Regions from separate parts of the Sus scrofa genome. Here region 1 is linked to region 2. A link is a contact called in public Hi-C data. All regions are on one chromosome and are shown on one strand. The core of a region is the stretch at or near the end of the contact, and the rest is flanking DNA. Distances in the headings are between cores, read along the strand shown.

Region 1 (5,638 bases), core at 2,033-4,532, 930 kb after region 2:
ATGTCCTTGTGTTTGAACAACAGTGAGGAGGGCAGGGACTATGGAGTGTCTCTGCCTGAGCAACTGAGAAATTACAGGTGAATTAGGGAAGGAATTAGGCCAGATTATGGAGGGTCCCATAAGCCACTGTAAGGACTCTGGCTTTTAATCTGAAGGGTAAGCCAGCATGATTTTGAACAGAGGGGTGACATGGTCTGACTTACATTCTTGGAGAATCACTGATGAATTGTTAATAGACTATGAAGGTGGAGACAAGGCTGAAAACAGGAAAACCAACTAAGGGTTCTTGTTCAAGAGTCAGATCTACTTCCTAATATTAAAACTATCATTTCTCCCATTCAACTTCCTACTCTCCATTGGTCATGGTAAGACTTCGGGAAAATCTAGGGTAATTCCACCTGACAAAAATTTGGATGACCTACTCGAAATCATTTCACTTAATTTTCTCACTGGGAGAGGAAAAAGTAATGTCCAAAAGCTGAAATAACAACTCGAGCTATGACTTAATGAGCACTTACCCTTGGCCAGTACCGTGCCTAGTGCTATACACACATATCTCACTTAATTCTTTCCTCTGTCAAATGAGGTAGGCAATATTAGAACAGCAGTGGACCTCAGGAATATCCAAGGGGAAACGGCCTCTCTAACATCGCAATAAACACTTAGGAATAGGCTGTGTCTTATGCCCATGACTTGCAGCTAGAAGCAGGCAGACACAGCCAAGGCAGAAAGATTCAGGTGGAAGATACATAAAGTTTCATGACAACGGTAAGGGTAATTGTCATACTTTGCAGAATCTTTTCACTGGGAGGTGAAATCTCTGGCAGTTTTTATGATGTCATCCAGAGGTGAAGATCTGAAAAGTCACTCTCTCCAACCAGGAGCCTACTGCCTCATCACTGGTCTTGTGTAACATCTCCATAATTTCCTATTCCCTTTTCCATAAATACAGTTTACATCCTCTAAGTGTTTTTGTTGATATCTGTCCATAAATCACATTCCCATTTTGTGACAATCATTCAGTGTCCATTTCCACTCCTCAATGAGAACACAGAGGTACATAGTACATAAAAAAAAAAACAAAAAACCTTTCTGAGATCACATAGGTAGTAAGTGGTAGAGCCAGATTTGATCCATGTCTGCCTGATTCCAGAGACCAAGCTCTGAACCTCTGCTTCATATTTCTCCTCTAAAAATGCCCAGTGAGCTGGGCATATGCTGGAAAATCTCTTGGAGTTCTCCAGTTTCTGTTACTCAGTTACCAAATGAACAGAAGAATTGCACTGTGATATTTTCACCCTCAAGACAGAGTGAGTTCTCAATGTTCCTCTCTGCTCAAAGTACCAGCCGTAAATGCCCCATAAAGATACACATGAGTAAGGACTCTCTACACTTGTTGTTAGGAAAAGAAGACATAGGAATTTCTCCCTTCCAGAATGAAGCACATATGCAGAGGCAGGAAGAAGCTGTACTGTAGTCAAAGAAAACAAATGGTCCCCTATTTATAGGTTATCCTTAAAGAAGCCGATGTCTGGGTAACACGATCAATCCCTTCCTCAAGTGAGGACTTGATTCCAATGACAAAAGTAGAAGAACACGGGCATACAGGGCTGCGAGTTGGACTGGGGCCAGACACCAAGGATCTCGAAGGTCAGGCTGAGGCGTATGGACTTTATCAGGCAGGTGACAGACATTGCTAAGAGACCAAGCATCTGAGTGATATGATCCATATTGCCCTATGAAGATAATGAAGCATAAAATGACTCAGGCAGGGGAGAGAAGGTGATCAGGAAGACTAACCAGGAGGCTGTTGCAGTGTATGTGGGATTACATGCTTTGGGGTAAAAACATGTATAGTCAGTGGTTGGAAAATGCCTACTAAGGGGATGAAGCACCTTTATGCCTACAAATATAAACGTCCCAGAGTGGGTATGTTCTAAGACGATTATCTGATACTCTACAAAGAAGATTACTGTGCTATTTAATTTGAAAGCTGAAGGATTATAACTTATTTTCTCTATGCTGGACCTACAGTGGAATCCTGCCCCTTTTCAGCAGCTTCAGAATCACAGTGAATGCATCCCTGGTCCTTTAGGCTGTCACTGTGAGAGCTTTGACTTTACAGGGCTCAGTGTTTCCTCTAAGGTTTAATACCCTTGTTATCAATTAGTGTCACATGTGTCCATGCTATTTATTCCTTTTTTTTTTTTATCTTTTCTAGGGCTGCACCCATGGCATATGGATGTTCTCAGGCAAGGGGTCGAATCAGAGCTACAGCTGCCAGCCTGCACCACAGCCACAGCAACACTGGATCTGAGCTGCCTCTGCGACCTACACCACAGATCAAGGCAACACCGGATCCTTAACCCACTGAGCGAGGCCAGGGATTGAACCCACAACCTCATAGTTCCTAGTTAGATTCGTTAACCACTGAGCCATGATAGGGACTCCTCCATGCTATTTATTCTAATTGGAGTTTGTCTCCGACATAAATCAATATTCAGAATGTCCCTTGTACTGCTTGAACCACAAACTGAAATTAACAGGTTGCTGGAGATTATTTTTATTTACAAGATGCTGAAGCTGAGTTTCTTTTAAGGAAAAGGTGGTAGAAAATTCACAGGTTAGGAAGGCTTTTGATCTGCAATTTACTCTATCATCTAGTTCTCTTTATGTTAAATGACTGAAGAACATTGAATGTGTTTTCCTGGAAAAAAAATAAACAGAGAAGAAAGAAATAAAGGAAGAAAAATTATATTTGTTTGAAAAGGAAGAGAAGGAAAACAAGAATGAGGACTGGTGCTTTTAGAACTCTCAGATTTATTATTTTCCCATTATTGGCTTTGTATAGGCTAATTTCAAACAGCTATCTTCCTGCCTATAGTCCAAGGATGGTGCATTTGTAACATAGCAACATATTTTTAGAAATGGACAGCCCTCCCAGTATAGGGAGAGACCAAATGTGCCCTTATCGAAGATCATTGTTTCAGTGACTGATGAGAATGACTGCAAAGACTGACGGCTTTGGAAACAGAATTCTGGACGCTATTTAGGTCATGGTTAATAAACCGTTTCAAGCTTAAGAATTTTGAGTGAGCATATTAGTAGGAAATAATATGTGCAACATTTATTGAAGGACCTTATATAAAAGAAATCTCAAAACTTTTTCTGCTTTAAAAATAATTTCTTTCTAGGTAGAAGATTTTATTTTGCATTAATGCTGACATTCTGTTCACTTTACTGACAGATGAGATCAAACCAGGGGCTAGGCACATCTTGTCCCCAAATGTGCTCAATTTAGGCAATAATTTAGTGAATATTCAGCTTTTGTATAAAACAGACCTAATTCCATAGAGCAGTTAAGATAAATTCACATTTCAAGGCTGTTCTTTGTCCCTTAGGAACACACAAATGCACTACACTACCGTCATTCTTCTGAATGAAGCTAAACTCTCTGTAGTCTATCTATATAGATAATTAGTAGGCAGTCTTACTGGAGTGGCCTTAGCAACAAGCCTGCCCATCATCTCTCTCTCCTTAGCCCTGACAGGCCCTTGGTCACTAAGGCCTATCTATTTGACGTCTGTGGCAGACAATACTGATTATCTACCTACAAGGTGTTTCTGGTCTTCCTTTTTTCTTGCTGAGAAAATTGCATCTTTGTTCAGGAACTGATCAGACATGTGCATCTGGAAAGACTGGGTGAATTTTAATTAGTCTAAGCCAGTCATGGCCTCCCCAGTCCCCTTGCAAGTGGCTGGTTCTTGAGTGAGTGTGTGATGTAACTGCAGCCGATCAAATGAAGAGACAACTGTGAATAAGAAATAGGTGGAATTAAATAGTTCCTTCTCCCCACTCCTGCCCGGGGATTGTCCTCGCATGTAGCACCCTCTGCCATTTCCCTAAATCCCAGACTTCACGTACTATGCCCGTGTCCAAGTCTCATGCCCCAGTATTTTCTCTGAATGAACTGTTACTTTCATGGGACGGCTCACAGTTTCCTCAATATACCATGCGGCATACCCACAGCACCTTTACAAACCTGTTTTTCTTCTCTCCTGAAATGGCAGTCACTCCTTCAGCCTGGCAAACAACCGTGCATCCTGACCCACATCCATTCGCTCCCTATTAGAGCTGCTTGTCACGTCCGTCCTCTCCCTGTTAGAGCTGCTCGCCACTTCCATTGTGCCGCTTGTACACCGTGTGCCCATGATTGCAGTGGTCACAGTGCACTGCAATAACTTACTGATGTATTGCTCTTCTTATCTATGACCTCTCAAGAAACAGCTATTAAGGCTTGTCACTGCATCCCTAGCACCCAGCCTAGATCTTGGCCAGATACTCAATAGATGAATTTGGAAGGAAGGAAGAGAAAAGGAGAGGACCCATTGTAGGAAAGCTACAGTGCTATAACTTTAAATGATTTGGGCCCCTGAATACACTCTGTGGTTTGTTTTCCGTGGTTATGGAATAACAACGGGGGGGGTAGCGGCAGCATCAACATCAGCAGTGATACCTTCTCAGCCTTTTACAAACACAATGCTAAACATTTTATGTAATTTACTTTATTTAAATGTCATGACAACACAGTGAAGATATTATATATTATCATACCTATATTGTAGACAAAGAAGCTTTGTCTCAAAAACATTCCTATTTCAATGTGATGGCGGAGTCAGGATTCAAACTCAGGTCATACTCCAGAACTTTAACCAACTATTTATGAATATGCTGTTCTCCTATCTGTTCTAGATACATGTTGCTCACACCAAACAGAAGGAAAATCTGAGCCTGGGGCTTTTGGCTAGTGGTCTCTATGTCATTGCCTCCATCAAAGCACCCTTAAAGAGAACAGGGATTTTTGAAGGACCAGGTACACTGAAATAGTTTTCTAAACAGGCAATTTCTTCCAGCTCTCAACATGAAATTCCCTTTCTAATCTGATAGCTCACCAGCGTCAGCTTTGTTAATAAGCCCATGCATGTCTCATATCCAAGCTATCTACCTTTCAGGTAACTAAGACTACAGGTACAGGTGATTCTAAGACTAAACAAAAGGAACCTCATGCTAGACTGACTAACTACTACTCACTGTGAGTTTTCCTTAAAAACGAGTCCAGCAGTTCTGAAACACTCCCCTCAAAAGACCCATCAGAAAGAATCCAACATCCTTAGTGAAGGTTGGGCTATTATCCCTATACTAGCACTTCTCCAATGCCCTCAGGCTTTTAATGAAACTTCTACTAGAACCTAACTGCAGTCTGGGACAGAGCTAAAGTTTTGAGTACCCCACAATAAACACGGAGTCCTCCTCAGAAACTCTAAGGACTATTTAGTCATCAGTTCTGAGGCGAGTTGTCACCACAGGCAGGCACTGCAGAGAGTGAAAGCAGACACAGCCAATCCCGCAGGAACTGTAGTCTAGAGTACACTTGTATCTTGATAAAAGTGGAGGCAACATCATTTAAAAGTTGTCAGCAGTTCTCACTCATCCGATATAGAAACACTATGGAACTCACTTAGCTTTGTGGAGATCACCATACTGGAGTAATTAACCCAATGCAGTTTTACAATTCTCGTTAGAAAAAAAAAAACTCTCAAGCCATTACTGATCTGAATGCAGATGTTTCAGGCTGCGA
Region 2 (5,295 bases), core at 1,665-4,164:
AGGCTTAAGACTCAAACAGTTCATTCTTTTTTTTTTTCTTTTTTCCTTCATTATGGTTTATTATAGGGTACTGAATATAGTTCCCTGTGCTACATAGTAAGTCCTTGTTGTGTCTCTATGTTATACATAATAGTTTGCATCTGCTAATCCCAAACTCCCATTTTATCCCTCCCCCACCCCCTTTCCCCTTTGGTAACCATAATTCTGTTCTCTATGTCTGTGAGTCTGTTTCTGTTTTATAAATAAGTTCCTTTGGATCGTATTTTAAATTCTACATGTAAGTGACAGCATATGGTGTGTTTCTTTCTCTGACTTGCTTCACTTAGTATGATAACCTTGAGGTCCATCTATGTGGCTGCAAATGGCATTGTTTCATTCTTTTTCCTGGCTGAGTAATATTCCATTGTATTTGCATACCATATCCTTATCTATTCCTCTGTTGATGGAAATTTAGGTCACTTCCATATTTTGGCTATTGTAGATAGTGCTGCTGTGAACCCTGAGGTGCGTGTATCTTTTCAAATGATGGTATTCAGTGATAGTATGTCCAGGAGTGGGATTGCTGGATCATACGGCAACTCTCTTTTTAGTTTTTTAAGGAATCTTCATACTGTTTTCCATGGTGGTTGTACCAGTTTACATTCCCACCATTAATGTAGGAGGGTTCCCTTTTCTCCACACGTCTCCAAAATTTATTGTTTAGAGACTTTTTGGTGATGTCCATTCTGACTGGTGAGAGGCTATACCTCATTTTAGTTTTGATTTGCATTTCTCTAATACTTAGCGATACTGAGCATCTTTTAATGTGCCTGTTGGCCATCTGTATGTTTTCTTTGGAGAAATAGCTATTTAGGTCTTCTGCCCAAGACCTAAAGAGACATTTTTATTGGTTTTTTTAAATATTAAGCTGGATGAGCTATTTTGTATATTTTGAAAATTAAGCCCTCCTCAGTTGCAACTGGGAGTTGGAAATATTTTCTCCGGTCTGTAGGTTGTCCTTCTGTTTTGTTTATGGTTTTCTTTGCTATGCAAAAGCGTCTAAGTTTGATTAGGTCCCATTTGTTTATTTTTGTTTTTATTCCTATTGCCTTGGGAGACTGACCTAAGAAAACACAGGCAGGATTTATGTCAGAAAATGTTTTGCCTCTGTTCTCCTCTAGGAGTTTCATGGTGTCATGTCTTGTATCGCCAACAGTTCATTCTTGAAAGCTTTTCTCCCTGTGGCCTGTGGCCCACCATGGAAGAGAGGGAGGGTCTCTTTGATCCAAACATTTGTGTTCATTATTGGTTGGTGTTACACAGGCCAAGGGTGTCTTACTAGTTACTTGTCGAGGGTGTTACTAAAAATCCCTACGTTTGGCCTGTGTGATGGATTGCTGAGTGTTCGAATGGGGCGCTCTGCTCACAGATCTGTCTGCCACACAGTCCTTGGCAACACTGCCACTTCTCCCCGTCTGCGCTCCTAGCTTTGGGAAGGATGGTTTGGGGCGTCCTAAAGTGTCTCAGGCTGGTTGTGGTTTATAAGTTACTGCGGTCCTTGTATTAACTGGGAGTTTGTAGAATTACTGTTGTGTTTAAGTTGGGTGGAAATTCTGTTCTTACATAATGGTTGTACCATTGCCATTTTAATTACCGCGTAGCTGCTTTTGAGTTCTCTGTTCATCGCCAAGGTTTTTGTCCTTTGGGAGGCGGGACTGGGTAGGGACGGGGTGTGAAGTCGTGGCTGAGTACAGACTCTCGTCTAGAAGGCTCTGCCTCTTTGCTGGCTTTGTAACCTCTAGAAAGTTATCGAACCTGCAGGCAGTGGTAGTACCCAGCTGCTTTAGGATGAAAGGAGATAATTCATGTAGATGCTGAGTATGAAGCCTGGCACATCATCAGTGGTGGAAAAGTGATTGTGCTGAGTGGTAACTTGTATATTTAACTGCTGTTTAAAAAACAATCGAGAACCATGGCTCTGCAGTTGACTTCAGGCTGTCTCCTTTCCTTTAGGCCCTTAATTAGTTTCCATTGGTTAAATTACAGTGCTAATGAGGCTCGTGTCTCTGGATCCCTCAAAGCGCACACCCACCTTTAGCCATTTATCTTGTAGGGGATGGGATTGAGGACAAGGAGGAGGGGGAGGGCCGGATGGTGATCAAAGGCCATCCTTACGGAATGCTCTCTGGGCCATGCGTGAAATCTGTAGTCTGTGCTCTGTGTCAGATGTTTTATAGCTGTTATTTAATTTTCCCAACAACCCTAAGAGGCAGGGGCTATTAATATCCCCATTCCACAGGTGGTAAGACTGAGGTTTAGAGATGTGAAGTGGTTGGAATGTGTAACCAATAACTGGCAGATCTGGACTTTGAATGCAAGCAGCAGATAAACACAGACCTGTCAGCCCTGACAGCTGAAAAGAGCAGGTCCTCGTGATGGTGAATCTGTTGTGTCACACGGAGAGGAGGGGACAAAATGACAGCTGATGGTGTAAGCCAGCTCGGGCAGTTCTGTTTTGTGTCTCTGCACACGGGCACGTCAGCGACAGTCAGCTGGGAAGGGTTTAGATAGTCCAGGCTGCTTGGAAGAGGCCTCTGGGGAGTTACAGAGCTTAGGTGTGACTTCAAGTGCAGTTGAAATCGGAGCCACAGCTTTCAGTCAACTTGCCTGTGAACCTGTTTCTTTCTCCGCCACCTTCATTTTGTGCAGATTTTGATCCGAAGGGTGACATAACCACGTGCTCACACAGCCGTGTGTGTCGGAGGGAAGAGCAAGATTGCGTCGTCTAATTAGTGCTTTATTTATGCCTTTAATTTCTGAGTTTAAAGACATTTCCTGCCTGTGCTTTCTTGGTAAGGCCTGGTGGATGGTGATGAAGGCCACCCGCAGAAAAATGCCGGGGACACAGATGACTCCGTTCTCTCCTCATTCTCTCGGGACGTGGAAATTGAATTGGCTCAGCAGTGAACAGAATTGATGGCAGAATCACATCTCAGCGCAGAGCCTATGAAGGCTTCCCTCGCCCTCCTTTGATTGAATTAAATTGTACTCCCATCGTAGCTTCTGGGTGAGGACTCTTGGCATTGCGGTGCCCTGCGGTTTGTATCGGAGACCCACGTTCCTGCCCTGGGGTTTCTCTTGAGGATCCAGCCCTCTGGCTTCAAGAACATGAAGTGTCATGTCTGTGTTGGGTGCCAGCTAGCCGCACGGGTTGGTGGTGAATCCTTGAGGCTGGCAGGAAAAGGCCCTTCCCAGTTTCCTTTTCTCTCTGACTCGCGGCGCCTTCTTTCTTGCCGTGACTCATGTTCCCGAGCTGCCCGCGCCGTCTCGTCACCTTTATCAGCATCGTGTCTTCTGTGTCATGTGGCTAGTGCTTGAGAGCCGGGGTCTGGAGGCAGACTAGAGGAGTTTCTGCCGGATTCTGCCCGATTCCAGCTGCCTACCCTCGGCCAGGGACCCACCCTCTCTAATGCCTTCGTTTTCTCATCTGCACGATGGGAAGAGTTAGGTCAGAGTGAGGACTGAGCAGGATAAGGCATGTAGAGTTCTCAGCATGGCGTCTGACACATGATGAGGCGTCTGTCCTCATTGTTTATATTAATTTATTACTCCTGTTGTAATTATTTCATCATCTCAGATGGACTCTGATAAAATAAAATCAACGTGCGATTTGTGTTCTCAAGAAGCATATGCTGTAGAACAAATACTCGTTAGCATGGGTGTTTCATAAATCCTCAAGTACAGTATTCAGCAGAAACTGCTCCATCGCTGCATTGAAGCACTGTGTAGGAGTTCCCGTTGTGGCTCGGTGGGTTAAGAGCCTGACTGGTATCCAAGAAGATGTGGGTTTGATCCTTGGCCTCGAAGTGCATTTAGGAGCCAGCGTTGACACAAGCTGTGGCATAGATCGCAGATGCAACTCGGATCTCGTGTGACCGTGGCATCGGCTGGCAGCTGCAGGTCTAATTCAAGCCCTCTCTGGGAAGTTCCATGTGCTGCAGGTGCGGCCCTAAAAAGGAACAGAAAAAAGGTTCTGTGTAAAGGCCGGGGGCCGTGAGACTTTCACGAGGCCGGGTCTTCCAGGGCTCTGGCTTAGCAGGATGGATGGACTTGCACTTAAGTTGGGTTGTTGAGATGGTGTGTTGATGGATTCAGTCTTCCTAGGAGCCATCATTGAGTGACTCGTGTCCCACTGAATGGACCCTGGAGAGTTGGGTTTTATCCTTTCAAGATGAAGGCTCTTGAGAGGGGAACTTGAAGGCAGCCCAACCTGAGATGATTCTCTTTATCAGTCCTGAGACAGAAGCCACACCAAAGAGACCTTTTATTTCAGGAAATTGCCTTTGTCTCTGAACCTGACACTAGTGGGCACCTGTGAGACCTTGAGAGGGTTTCCCCAGAACGGACGGACCATTTCGCATGCCCTGTGTTGCTGCCAGAATGAAAGGTATTTACATCTTGGTAGTTGGGTGCATTTGCTGCTGCCTGGAAAAGTAAAAGACAACGGGAACATCCTGTAGTGGCCAAATAGATTGGTACCCCGCCTTCCAGCTCTGTGTCCTCAGACAACCATAGAACCTCTCTGGGCCTCAGGTTCCACTTTTGTAAAATGAGAGAAACACTCGTACCTGACGATACGGTGACTAAAACGATGTGATGATGTTGTGTGTGGTTTGCTAAGTGCTGAGTAAGCGAAGCTGTTCCCACTTAGTGCTGTTCCTGCGCCCCCCCCCCCGGCCGCCGTGATGGGGGGCCGCTCCCAGCCCTGGCGCCTTCCTTGTTGGGCCGTGTAGTCACACAGTCCTGGCAACGCATGGTTTGTTAGCTTCATTTCAAACTCATTCTCTTTGGCTCATTTACCCAAACCAGGCAGAGATTAATGGCCTGGCCTCGGGGGATCAGGTGGCACATGTTCCGGAGCCTTTGGCTCATTGATCATGCCTCTGCCATCTGGGGGATGTCTGGGTGTTCCAGGCCGGGGCCTCCCGAGCCCCAGGAAACATTAAAGGGAAGTAATTTGGTGCAAATCCACCTCCTCCTGAAGGAGAGCTGCAAGCCCTGTATTTTGCTCTTCCTGCTGGATTTTGCCATTTAGGAGAAGCAGGTGTCCCTGGGATAGAGTGTTCAAATTTAATGGGTGCAATGAAGTGAGCAGGAAAAAAATCCTTGCCCCGCTTTGGCCTCTTCCTCTGCGCTTCCCTTCCCTCCCTATCCAGTTTGAGTGCCCGCCACTGACCGTGGACCCCTAGGCCAAAGCCATTACGAGGTTACCCATTTTGCTCTCAGGTCACAAGACCCTGCAAGATGGTACCACTG

Evidence for each region. Hi-C and Micro-C count contacts between places; a contact is called where the count stands out from the background.
Region 1: a Hi-C map of skeletal muscle shows a contact between it and region 2, with 7 times the contacts expected there. The contact joins two enhancer-like sites. A contact is called at or near these places in 6 of 47 Hi-C or Micro-C datasets (embryonic fibroblasts, epiblast stem cells, fetal heart ventricle and 3 more).

The regions. Positions count from the first base shown.
Region 1 is chr2:145,487,314-145,492,951 of Sscrofa11.1, forward strand. The region is part of intron 2 of LOC110259527 (a long non-coding RNA gene); the gene reads right to left. Among named protein-coding and RNA genes, the nearest start is that of YIPF5, 180 kb to the right of the region's middle. Within about 2 kb of position 3,283, at least 1 of the 83 cell types and tissues checked has an H3K27ac peak or open chromatin away from gene starts, as enhancers often do.
Region 2 is chr2:144,560,272-144,565,566 of Sscrofa11.1, forward strand. All of the region lies in intron 11 of ARHGAP26 (rho GTPase-activating protein 26), which reads left to right. Among named protein-coding and RNA genes, the nearest start is that of ARHGAP26, 260 kb to the left of the region's middle. Within about 2 kb of position 2,915, at least 3 of the 83 cell types and tissues checked have an H3K27ac peak or open chromatin away from gene starts, as enhancers often do.